Linked DNA regions of Mus musculus: region 1 is linked to region 2. The links are chromatin contacts, called in public HiChIP or PLAC-seq maps. All regions are on one chromosome and are shown on one strand. Each heading gives the region's core, a stretch centred on a gene start, on an enhancer-like site or on the middle of the called end of the contact. The rest is flanking DNA. Distances are from core to core; before and after follow the strand shown. Region 1 overlaps Rgs6 (regulator of G-protein signaling 6). Region 2 holds the start of Pcnx (pecanex homolog).

Region 1 (5,687 bases), core at 2,266-4,765, 1.2 Mb before region 2:
AGACAAGTGAATGTGTGCCGAATGCAGAAAACAAACCCTAGACTTGCAGCACACTGATGAAAAGCAACTTTAGCTGCTTAGAAGTTTCTTTTTTTTTTCCTGGAGGCATCTCCCCCATTTTCTAATTAGACTGTAAATTAGACATTTTTTCTGAATATTTTCTGATGGAAGGGCAGCTGTGGGAACCGTCTCATTGATCAGAGTTTTGCCTTTTTTTTTTTCTTTTCTTTCTGGTGGGCTTTGCCTGGTTGAAATGCACAATTAGAGTTGAAAAAAAATCACTTCCTCACTTCTTGCAGGAGCGGAAAACAGAAGGAGTTTTAGCAAATAATTAAACATCTTAATTGTGGATCAGACAATCTAATTTTAAGAGCTGCTTCTAGAAGGCTGCTCGGTGACAGGGCTACAACTTATCTTTAATTGCTACGGCTAACGAGAGAATTCATCTCATTTCCCACGCTATTGTGATGAGCTCTTTGGCATTCTAAATAGTGGCTCACTTCCTCAAAGGGTGATTTTTTTTTTTAACGTGATGATAGGCATTCAGTGGAGAAAATGAACGACTTCTATCTGCAAATACAATGATCCCACATCCTGGACCCCACAATGATAAGCCTTCTTTTCAAGACTGTAGGAGCCCCTTGGAGAAGTTGGCTATGGCATGTGTACCAACACCAGGGCAGGTAAAGGCAAGGTCAAGGGTCAAGGTAAAGGCCAAGGTAAAGGTCAAGGGTCAAGTACCTGGGTCCTCAATGGAAAGGTTCTTCATAAGCCACTGTACAATGTCAGTACCTGCAAGGACAAAGCAATCACAGTTGAAGATCTCATTGGTAGCAGATGTAACGTCTTCACCAGAGTCCTAAGCTATCCTAAGCCCAGCAGCACATAGTCCAAGAGATGCACAGTATTGATACTTTCCCATGGTACCCAGCCTTTCCTATCCACTGGAACATTTCCACGGTTATGATGCAATCATTGTTATCCCTCCTTTTCTTCCTTCTTTAATGGACAAGGCTTTGGTGCATCCCAGGCTGGCCTTGAATTTTCTATACAGACGAGGATGCTGAGATCCCAGTCTTGCACCACCGTGCCTAGTTTCTACAGTCCTGGGGCTCAAACACAGGGCTTCATGCATTCTAGGCAACCAGTTGAGCTGCACTCCCTATATTCCAATCTTTTTACAAGAAAGGAAGAAAAACAAACAGGAAAAAGAAAGGAAGAAAAAATAAAAACCTACCGATCAAACCAACCAAACAAACCAAAACGAAAAATCCAAATTCACTTCTGAGGTCTCAGTTTTATCTGCATTTCTAGGGAGCATCCGTCAGAAACTTACTGAGGACATGGATTTCAGTGGTTTCCCCAAGACAGGCTGGCAAGACCTGAGTATGCCTGCTCCCAGAACATTTCGTCCTTGGCATCATGCCTACCGACAAGGGCTAACCAGCTCAGGAGACTTCAAGGTTCTTGAAAAACCCATTCATTTCAGCTGTGAGTCCATTCTGAATCAACATGCCTCTGGGTCTGCAGTAGACACTTCGGAGTCTTCACTCGCAGCGTCTCCATTTTGCTTCGGGCCCCAGCTACCTTACATATCCAACCCCCACCCCTGAAGAAGGCTGTGAACCTACTATACTAATTATAGGCGTGGGTAGAATGACCTATACCACGTCCTGATCTGGCCTGTGAAAACTCCTGTGTGGGCCATGCACACCTCCCAGACCCTTCCCTTAGTTCTCTGGGAGACTGAGTGAAACAGACACACAGTATGGATGGGGTCGTGGATCTCACCATGAAAATGTAGGACTCTTTGGGGTCCTCGTGAGAGGCATTATCTGTGTTTGGAATAAGCCCAGTTCTTAGGGACTCACGAACTCCCTGCCCGGCAGTGTGCTCTAGGGTAAGTCACGCTTGAACAGAAATTCTTCCTCTTGGTTTTGTCTTCTGGTGACAGAACAGTGAACCTGAACCCAGACCTCATTACTCTGAGACCATCCTGTCAGATTTTGGTCAGTCCTCCGATCAGTCATCAGTGTTCCAGTGTGGCAGACCTGCATTCATCCCATGGTTTGGTCTGGAGCCCCTTGCCATGGGCCACAGTCCCTGAACAAACTCCCTTTTACTATCTTCCTTTAAAAAGATGCACCTAGAACCAAGAGCAGCTTAGCTCACACAGGAGTGTGTAGAGAGCAGGGGAATCCCTGAGGGAGTGTGTATTATTGATGTGCCAAGGTCCCCAGTAGCTCAATTCTGTGGAGCTGGGAAAGCCTTCTTCCTGACGAGGCTCAGAAGCACAGCAAAGTCTTCTTTGTGGGGAGGGGGCGGTCCAGGTCTAAACTTCCTTTCTTAGGAGTTTACAGATGGAGACAGTCCCTTACAGAGATCTCTTACCGAGACTAGCTATCACTGCTCCCTGGGCGATACGTAACAAACACAGAGAGAGAGAGGATCTGGGTCGCCAGGGTGGTCAGTGCAGCTCCATCAGAGTACACACAGCCCCACCTGACCCAGCTTTTGGGTACTGATATCTCTGTGTTGGTTCTCATTCGTTTGCCTCTATAGTCAGGATTTTAGGATCCAGGCCTCCAGGTACATCACAGGCATGCAGGAACCCAATATCTGCAAGATTCCAAATATCTGATCTACCCACCATGTCACCCGAAGATTTCATTTTACACAGACCTCTAAACATGGCTTTATCATACTTTGATAGAAAATGGGTTCAAAGGAACAATATTTCCAGATCTGAGTCGAGAGCAGGTCTGAAACCCTGGTGTGTGTGTGTGTGTGTGTGTGTGTGTGTGTGTGTGTGTGTGTGTGTGTGTGTGTGAGGGAAAGCAGGCAGGGGAGGGTAGATTAGATTAGCAGGCTAATCGCTGCCTGGCTAGCTTCCCAGACAGGTGAATGAGATCCAACAGAGGAATTTACTGAGACACTCTTTTTTTGAGAATCAAAAATTTCAGACATTTGATCATTAGACTAGAAGTGAGATCTCTGATGGCGGGACAGCCTGGACCTTTGGTGTCTGATTTCTGTGTGGCTCAATGCCAGTGCCTTGGCGCTGCCAGGGCTTTACCCTTGTCCTCATGGGCTTTGCCTGGGGTCAGCCCTCATTGACAATTCCATTTCCTCACATGTCAGCCTCTAAGGCAAGACTAGGAAGCTTCCCACCCGAGCTTCCGGACCACATCTATGAGCCGAAACTGGATGTAAAAACACTTCAATCCGTTCCCATCCTTTGAGAGGGCGTTCACTTGTACCTCCGTGGGTACGTGTGTGCGCATGCTCATTTTCCCCCCACATCGCAGAAGTTCTGTTATTTGTTCTAGGAAATGCAGAACAAAACAGACATCAGCTAAGAACTGTAATCCCAAACTGGGGGTGGGGGAGAGACACTAACCTGTTCTTTTTTTTTTTTTTTTCCTTAAAGAAAAATAGTTCTTTTCTGTGGGTTGCCTGGAAACCGAGAGGCTTCCAGGATCACTCCGACTCTCCCCGGGGCCTGTGGATTATCTTTCCGCTGAGCTTGCTCAGCCATTATTTATCACCTGCCAAGATTGATTGCTCACTCTGGGACAATGACAGCCCTTCCTTTCCCCTGTTAATTACTGTCATCATTAATATCCATGTCACTAATTAGTATTCATTCACATTGAAACTCCTTCCCTGCTCTCCTACCCACCCTCCCCAGGCCCCAGGCCCATTGTCTGGATTTCTAACCCTCTTTGGCACTCAGTTTCTGGTCCAATTTTTCTCTGGCTCTACCAAACCCTGGTCACCTTCACTGAGCTAAAGGATAGCAATTAAGCACTTTTCTCCTCCCACTAACACTTTGGGGACCACAGAGCTGGGTTTTGTGTCCTGGTATAGTGACACTGGCAGTTGCCATGTGGGGATTAAGCTGCTATTCTTGGCTATCCTGGGTAAGGATACTTTATCTGCTGTTCCGTCACTGTCTCTCACACACAGTGGGTACCATTCTGTGGCCTGCGGCAAGCATGCTGGAGGATGCTTAGGGATGGGTCCGCTTCCCCCTCACTGCTTTTTAGGAGTGCTATTTCCTGCTTCTAAGGACTGACTGATCCACAAATGGCCTACCCCAGCTTTGGGGCTGGAAATGAACCACTGTGGTTCAGCCCCACAATAAGCAGGAAAGGCAAATATGTCATAATATTATGAAAGTGCTCCAACTAGGCATGTTATAGCCAGATGGGAACAGTCCACACAGCAACGGGAGCAAGCATTTGCTTTTAATTTTTCCTCTCTCTCCACCAACTCCAGCGACTGTCCTTTCCTTTCTCTCCACAAAAGAATTTGAAGAAGATTCATTTCTGTTTCATCGGAAAATAACTGCTGCCTTCTGTTTCCACTGTTGGTTTTTAGAGCTTACCTTTGTAAGACGCCCTGCAGGGACTTACAGACTGATAACACGGCACAGTGTAACACACACAGCGGAGTTACTCTGTTCCCTAGAGCCCAAGACACTGACCTAGAAGCTGTCTTCCTGAGGCCAATTGCATCTCTCTCTCTCTCTCTTTCTGTGTTATGTACATGCTATGTGGGTGCGTGTACAAGTATTTTACACATGCATTTGTATGTCAGAGATGAATGCACACACCTCCTTCAGCTACTCTTTACGTCATTCTTGAGACAGGGCCTCTCTCTCTCTCTGTCTCTGTTTCTGTCTCTGTCTCTCTCTCTGAGACAGGATTTCTCTGTGTAGCCCTGGCTGTCCTGGAACTCACTCTGTAGACCAGGCTGACCTCAAACTTGGAGATTCGTCTTCTTCTGCCTCCTGAAAAGTAAGGTTTCTTATTGAATCTGGAGCTCATCTACTCAGCTACGCTGTCTGTCTGTCTGTCTGTCCAGTGAGCTACAGGAATCTACCTATGTCTGTTTTCCCAGTACAGGAATTATAGGCTCATGGTCATACCCAGCTTTAAGTGGGTTCTAGAGATCTGAACTCATGTCTCACACTTGTGTGACAAACACCTTAGCAACTGAGCCATCACTCCAGCACCACTAAAAGTAATTTAACAACTCACAATACAGGAATATGCATTACACCAGAGTACTCAAGAACCTTCCACTGCTTGCGTACTGTATCCCTGTATGTAAGAATATGTTTATGACCAGCAGTTACATGCTGTGCTTCATGTGTGCTGTAGTATGCCTTTCTACTGTATCTTTTACATATAAACATATTTATTGAAAGGGCATCAGTATAAAATTCTTCTAACAAGAAAGGAAGTAAACCATGACTCATTCATGCAATAAATATTTATTGAACTACTATTCTGATTGGAAAATACCACATCAACCAAGAATACTGTCCTAGCCAGGGTTTCTATTCCTGCACACACATCATGACCAAGAAGCAAGTTGTGGAGGAAATGGTTTATTCAGCTTACACTTCCACCTTGCTGTTTATCACTAAAGGAAGTCAGGACTGGAACTCAAGCAGGTCAGGAAGCAGGAGCTGATGCAGAGGCCATGGAGGGATGTTTCTTACTGGCTTTCTTCCCCTGGCTTGCTCAGCTTGCTCTCTTATAGAACCCAAGACTACCAGCCCAGGGATGGTCCCAACCACAGTGGGGCCTCCTTCCTTGATCACCAACAGAGAAAATGCTCCACAGCTGGATGTCATGGAGGCATTTCCTCAACGGAAGCTCCTTTCTCTGTGATAA
Region 2 (6,021 bases), core at 742-3,241:
TTCCTCTGAAGTCCTCAGTGGTGTTAATTCCACAAAGAGGCTTAGACCCAAACCTTACACAGCACAGCAACAAATCCTGACCTCCCAACGATCATTTTGCCTTTAATGTACAACCTGTCTGGACACCCGGGAGGGCAGCTCTGAAAGCGAGTGAGCTTGAAGGGCCGCCTCACCACCACAGCCACAGAGCTGCTCATTAAGGACATCGCACTCCTGGAAGGGATGCTGATGCAGAGTGAACCCGATCGGCCACAATGAACAGAAATTATAACATTTAATGATAAATTTTCAGAATCTGACAAGACCAAGTCCTGTAATAAACAGCTCCTTTAAGCTGGGGTAAGTCCCTTCGAACACATTCCTATTAGAAATCAGAATCTGCTTGACAATGTGACATTTAGCGCGAGCACACACACACACACACACACACACACACTCGCCATCCCCCAAGGCATGTTCCTGCCTTAGTGATACTGAGAAAAGAGGCAAATAGGCTGCCCTAACTCGCGGTACTTCTCATACTCTCCATTCGGGGACTTAGTAACCCAGCACCTTTGTTCTAGCCCTCTGAAGAACCATGAAGTTAGCAGAAATTCCCTGAAAATAAAAGTTAATATCCTTCCTTCCAATCACTTTAAAATTTGAAAGCTTTGTTTTCTCAAATGTGCCACCTAAAATTGTGCTTTTATTTTATTTTTTATTTTTAAGAAATGTGCAAACATCTTTCAGGAAAACATCCTCTAAAAACACTCCTGAGGCCTGGACTGCACAGTGACTCTCAGGCCAGCCTTGGCTATAGAAGGAAACCGTCTGGGAACACCAAAAACACTTCAGAGAAACTGGACCGAGAGCACCAAGCAACAGGCGGCGGCACTCTCCTTTTCCCAGCCAGTCAAAGGCCTTGAACCAACGCAAACAAACGCCAGCCAGGCTCTCGTATCTCCCCGCTCCCTGCCGGCAGCGCTAGCCTGACAACACCGCGGTCCCTCGCCGCGGGGCTGAACCGAATGGAACCCGCACTCAACCGATCAGCGGTTTGCGGAGGCGCGAGCCCGCTGGGGGTTTCCCCCAGCACGGGAAGCGAGTACGAGCCGGGACACCCTGCGACTCCGTTTCTGCCGGAGCGCGCACGGCCTCCCCCGGGCTCCGCACACAGCCGGGGGCCGAGGTGCGGGCGGGGATGCCCCCGGGGAGCGGGAGGTAGATAGTCCGAGGCCCGGGGAACGACCGGGGACCCCCGATGGAAGGCCTCGGGGCGCCAGTTACGCAGACCCGCACGAGAGGCGCTAGGAAAGCGGGACCCGGCCGGGGACCGGCGGGAAGGGAGGTGCTGAAAACACGGGAAACCCGGGGCCCGGAGCGGAGCCAGCGGGGGAGGGGAGCGTCCGCCCGCCGCCGGGACCGCGGGACGCGGGGAGGACAGGGGCGCGACCCCCGGGCCCCCGAGGATCACAGCCGAGCGTCCGCTGCGGGTCCCCGTCCCCGCCCCCACTCACCATGTAAAGCGTGAAGGGCAGGCCGAGCAGAAAGAGCCACAGGTAGAGGTGGAGCGCGTTCACGAAGGTGGCCTGGTGCGGGTCGTAGTACCAGCCGCCGCTGAGCGCGGCCCACACCCCCTGCCGGAGGATCTGCAGCGTCTGCGACCCCATCCCCACCCGGCGTCGCCGCCGCCGCCGCCGCCGTCCCCGCCCCGGCCCCAGCTTCGGCCTCGTCGCCTGCGCGCCCGCGGACCGGTCTAGCCCCCTCCCGAGCTCCGGGAGAGCGGCCCGGCGCCGCGGCGCTCGCTGGTGCTGCTGCACGAGGAGGAGGAGGAGGAGACGGCGGAGGAGGAGGCGGCGAGCGGCAGGGCGGAGAGCGGCGAGGAGGAGGAGGAGGCCGGGCTCCTGAGCGCCGCCGCCATCTTGTCTTCGAGCTCCGAGCCCGAGCCCAGTCCGCCAGCGCTGCCGCCGCCGCCGCCGCCTCCGCCGCCGCGACCCCCGCCGGCCGCCAGCCTCGGCCCGGCGGAGCAGGCGAGCGGGCGCCCGGCAGGACGCGGAGGAAGCCGCGCCCCCTCCGGCTCCTCCTCCTGCTCCCTCCACCCGCGGAGCGGTCCCCACGGGTACGCGCAGCGCCTGGGTCGCACGGGCGCCTCCTGTTGGGAGAAGCCTGCAGAAGCAGCATCTGGCCGGGGTGGGGATGGGGGTGGGGTCGGGTGGGGTGGGGTGGGGTCGGGTGGGGTGGGGTGGGGTGGGATCCGGTCGGGTCCGAGTTTGCAACCCGGATGGCACTGCACCGGGCATGACCGACCACTGCAAGCTCTTTAAAGTCGAGCGGACTTCCAGACTTCCAGAATTCGTAGACCTTGCAGGGGCTGCCGTTTGTGGCAATTGCCCAAGACAAAACAAGTAAAAAACATTTGGGGGTAAACTGTCTGAGTTTGACACTGCAGGACTGGAAGAATTAAAGCAGAGTTGAAAAGAACTGTGTTACCCTTTTTTGGACCCGAAGCAGCTTGAGTGAGAAAAAGGGCGACGACGTCAAGAACTAGAAGCTTTACTGCTTCCAAATAGGTGTAAATTAATACAAGCTGCAAGAGATACAAAAGTATGACATGACCAAGTTATGCTTGCACCACAACTTTTCTTTTTCATGTGGTGCAACTAGTAACCATTTTTATCAATGGGCCAATCTCAGCAGAGTTGAAAGATTCCTGACTCCACCCAAACTTTGAATGGGGTCTTGTACTTCTCTTTTTATAGCTGTGAAAACTGGGAATCATTCTTGGCCCAGTCTAATGTTTCTGAAGTATGTCTGATCTCACTGGATGGCTTTTTTTTTTTAAGGGTTTGAAGGTTGAGTTTATTGTAGCAATAAACGTACTCTGTTTTCCCAGATTAAAGTTGCTATAATTAATGAGGAAAGCAAGTGAGACAGAGCAGTTGGTGACATTTTAAGAAGTGGTTAAAACCCATCGCAGTGCCTCTGGGTATCATGCCACTGTATAGCTGGTTATGCTCACACCTGCTCCACTTAACCTTCACAACGCTCCTTTAACACAGCCAGGGCTATCCTTATTTTTACCAGTGAGGGCTCTGCCACTCAGAGTGATTGCCCAGGTTCTCATAAGTAATAAGCTGTGGAGTGCTCAGAAGTCAGCGTTCATCCTAGCAGCATGGACTGAGCCTTTCATATCCACTCAGGTAGGAGTTAGAACTCAGGCAGGACCTTCAGGCTTAAGGATATAGTCAGCTGTTCTCAAAGGTGATGGGGGCATCACCTCAGAATGACTTAGAAAAGGAAATTCTCACATTATCTCTCTAGGGAAACTGGGTGAGAGACTAGGGAAAAACCAAAAAGTTTTAAGAAGCCTTCCAGAGATTGTAAGAACCTTTCAGGTAGGAAGAACACCACTTTCCGTTGTATAATCACAAAGTGATCTAAGTTCAAAGCACTTTAAAGGGTGTAAATAAATTCACATCAACATATATTTTAAATGTATGACTAAAAACAAAATCAAGATTAAGTAATACAATATTATAATTAAAATAGTGACCTAATGGCTTGATTCACAGGCACAAGATGGTTGAGTTTTCTTTTGTGTCTCCTGAAGGAGACAGGAAAGCTCTCTTGAGAAACTGGAAGCGATCCCAAGCTTTCCAAAACAAAGGAAGATGTAAACCAGGATAAAATTCCAATAGCACATTAGTTTCCATGCCAACAAATATCCACTGTGGTTTAATATGAAAGGATGGACTGTCACAGCGAGGCCGACTGGGAGAAATGGGGTCTAGCACTGGACTCATCCGTGGGGTGGGAGGCAGACCCAGCTGGACCAGAAAAGAGTACGTAGTGGATATAGAACCAAACCCGCAGCAAGCCAGGAAGGCAGCCGGCAGCAGGGATCTCCAACATGTGAGGAGCCGACACAGCTGCAAGGCAGCCTGGAAGCTCAAGGAAATGTTATGGCAAGAATGAGAAAAATATGTTGCTTATTGCAAGGCCCCAACCTTGCTGCTAAGGTTTTCCAGGTCTAAATTCATGGCCTTAAGTTTAGGTGCTGGGCAAATTCTGGTGACCCAAGAGAACAAGGCCAGATTTGATGGCTACTTTAACAGGGAAAGTAGCTTACTGCCTAGAACTGGGACAAATTCTCACACTGTGTGGATACAGTATGTTGAGGCCCCTGGGTGTTAATGTAAAACCCTAATTCCCTTCCAACATTCCTGGGCTTAATCCCAGAACCTAAAGAAGGGAGCTATACAGCAATAGTCTCTACGTGAAAAGGGGCAGCCGGACAGCAGGGCCAGAAAGTTAAAAGAGGGCAGATAGAAACTGCCTCTTTCACCCTGAACTGGTAGAAGCTTTTTAGAAGAATGCAGATTAACTGGCAGTTGAAAGAAGGCCTAGAAAAGACTGACCTTCCCAGATGACTGACTCAGTCCCTGGAGGAAGGGGCAGATCTTACAGGCTTTTCATCTCGCAGCTTTCAAAATGTTTGCAGGTGCTCCCACATGCTTCCTGTGCTGTCCACAGGGGCACAGAGAGGTTAAATGGTTTGCCCAGGTCACACCCTGTGTCATACTCATAAAACGTGAGTGCCAGACAAAAAAAATGAAGACATCTAATTTGCTAAATGTTAACACTCCCAGCCAGGCCCAAAAGTCATCAATAATGTTATACTTAACATGTCAGAGTTAGCAGCCGTGACACGCTGCCAAACCACCACCTGACATGGGCTCATCTTTCAGCTAATCCCATTAAAATGATGTTTCCTGACTGGCTCACAGACCCCTTGAGGACTGGGAGCACCCACGGCAGATGCTTTCTCCTTCCTGAAAAGGGAAAAACTGAGCAGTGGAAACCATCTAATGACTCTACCCAAGCCCACCTGTGACAGAGGCATCCATGATACAGCCCTGTCTATTAGGTGTCAATCCCTTTAAGGCTCACGTGTTGTGCCAACTACCCAAAGCCAAAAACAAAAAACAAAAAAACAAAACATCCATGTCTCTTCTGAGACCAGATCCTCTTCTCTCTCTTAATGAAAAGAGCATTTACTTACTTGCTCAGACTTGGACCCTCTCCTAAGGTCTAAACGCCTGCTCCTTCTCCTGTCCACGCCCATTGTGTTGCCAAATCAAGCCTGCTGGTGGATGCTGTCAGCAGCTCTTACCTAACAGCCTGTTGCCGCCAGTCCCTCCCCCTTCAAAACCTTTGTACCTTCTACCAGCAAATTAATTTCCCTAATCTACTCTTCTTAAAAGCTTTTAATTCCCTCCAATAACCTACCTTAGCCAAGTCTTCAAGGCTCCCTATTAACCTGAATAGTCCCTTTCATTTACCTGCCCCTGCTCCTAGCAGGAAACCCTTTTTATTGGTAGATATCAGCATATAAAGGTGTATGTTTATCAGCCCACCCAGTTATCAATCTGTTTATGTGCTCTTATGTACACTAGAGCTATCAGCCCTCTAAAATCCATAAAGACTGCCCCCTCCCTCTCTTTACCCCCCTCCTTCCTCCCCCCTCCCCACTCACTTAGCACTTAATTGTCTGCTACTTTCTGTGCCTCCAAGTGAACCACATTCCTTGATGCTCAATGGCAAAGTGCTCCTCAGTGTGCCCCAGCTGGCAGGGTGCTCCTCAGTGTGCCCCAGCTGGCAGGGTGCTCCTCAGTGTGCCCCAGCTGGCAGGGTGCTCCTCGGTGTGCCCCAGGTGCTCCTCAGTGTGCCCCAGCTGGCAGGGTGCTCTTTAGTGTGCCCCAGGTGCCCATCAAAAAGCTGTTAAAGATCAATGCACTCGGTGTAGACGGGCTGCAGAAAGCACAGGGTCAGGACTTTCCAATCAGGAATGCAGATCTATTTTTTTAACCATATATTTGGTACTTCTATATTTAAAAACACTCCAGCAGTTCTAGAAGATCAGTTCAAAAAAGGAAAAGCTATGAAATAGACTGAAAAGAATTAGGGAGAGAAGTACCCTAGAATTATCCCCTAGTTCACTTTTTAGCTATTTCTATGTGCCACTTTATGTCACAGGCAGAT

What was found. HiChIP or PLAC-seq counts read pairs in DNA pulled down with a chosen protein or histone mark.
Region 1: an H3K4me3 HiChIP or PLAC-seq map of stem cell-derived neural progenitor cells shows a contact between it and region 2, with 3 times the contacts expected there. The contact joins the enhancer-like site here to the promoter of Pcnx in region 2. A contact is called at or near these places in 2 of 39 promoter capture datasets (embryonic stem cells and hippocampal neurons) and 3 of 115 datasets of contacts at active chromatin or transcription factors (embryonic forebrain, large pre-B cells and stem cell-derived neural progenitor cells).

The regions. Positions count from the first base shown.
Region 1 is chr12:83,042,664-83,048,350 of GRCm38.p6, reverse strand. Rgs6 (regulator of G-protein signaling 6) reads right to left here. Exons shown (of 17, transcript NM_015812.4): 4 at 742-792. Among named protein-coding and RNA genes, the nearest start is that of Gm31187, 37 kb to the left of the region's middle. Within about 2 kb of position 3,515, at least 39 of the 459 cell types and tissues checked have an H3K27ac peak or open chromatin away from gene starts, as enhancers often do. A contact at or near this core is called in hippocampal neurons and stem cell-derived neural progenitor cells, where this site is marked.
Region 2 is chr12:81,856,000-81,862,020 of GRCm38.p6, reverse strand. Pcnx (pecanex homolog) reads right to left here and starts at 1,991. Exons shown (of 36, transcript NM_018814.3): 1 at 1,497-1,991. The coding sequence starts at 1,649.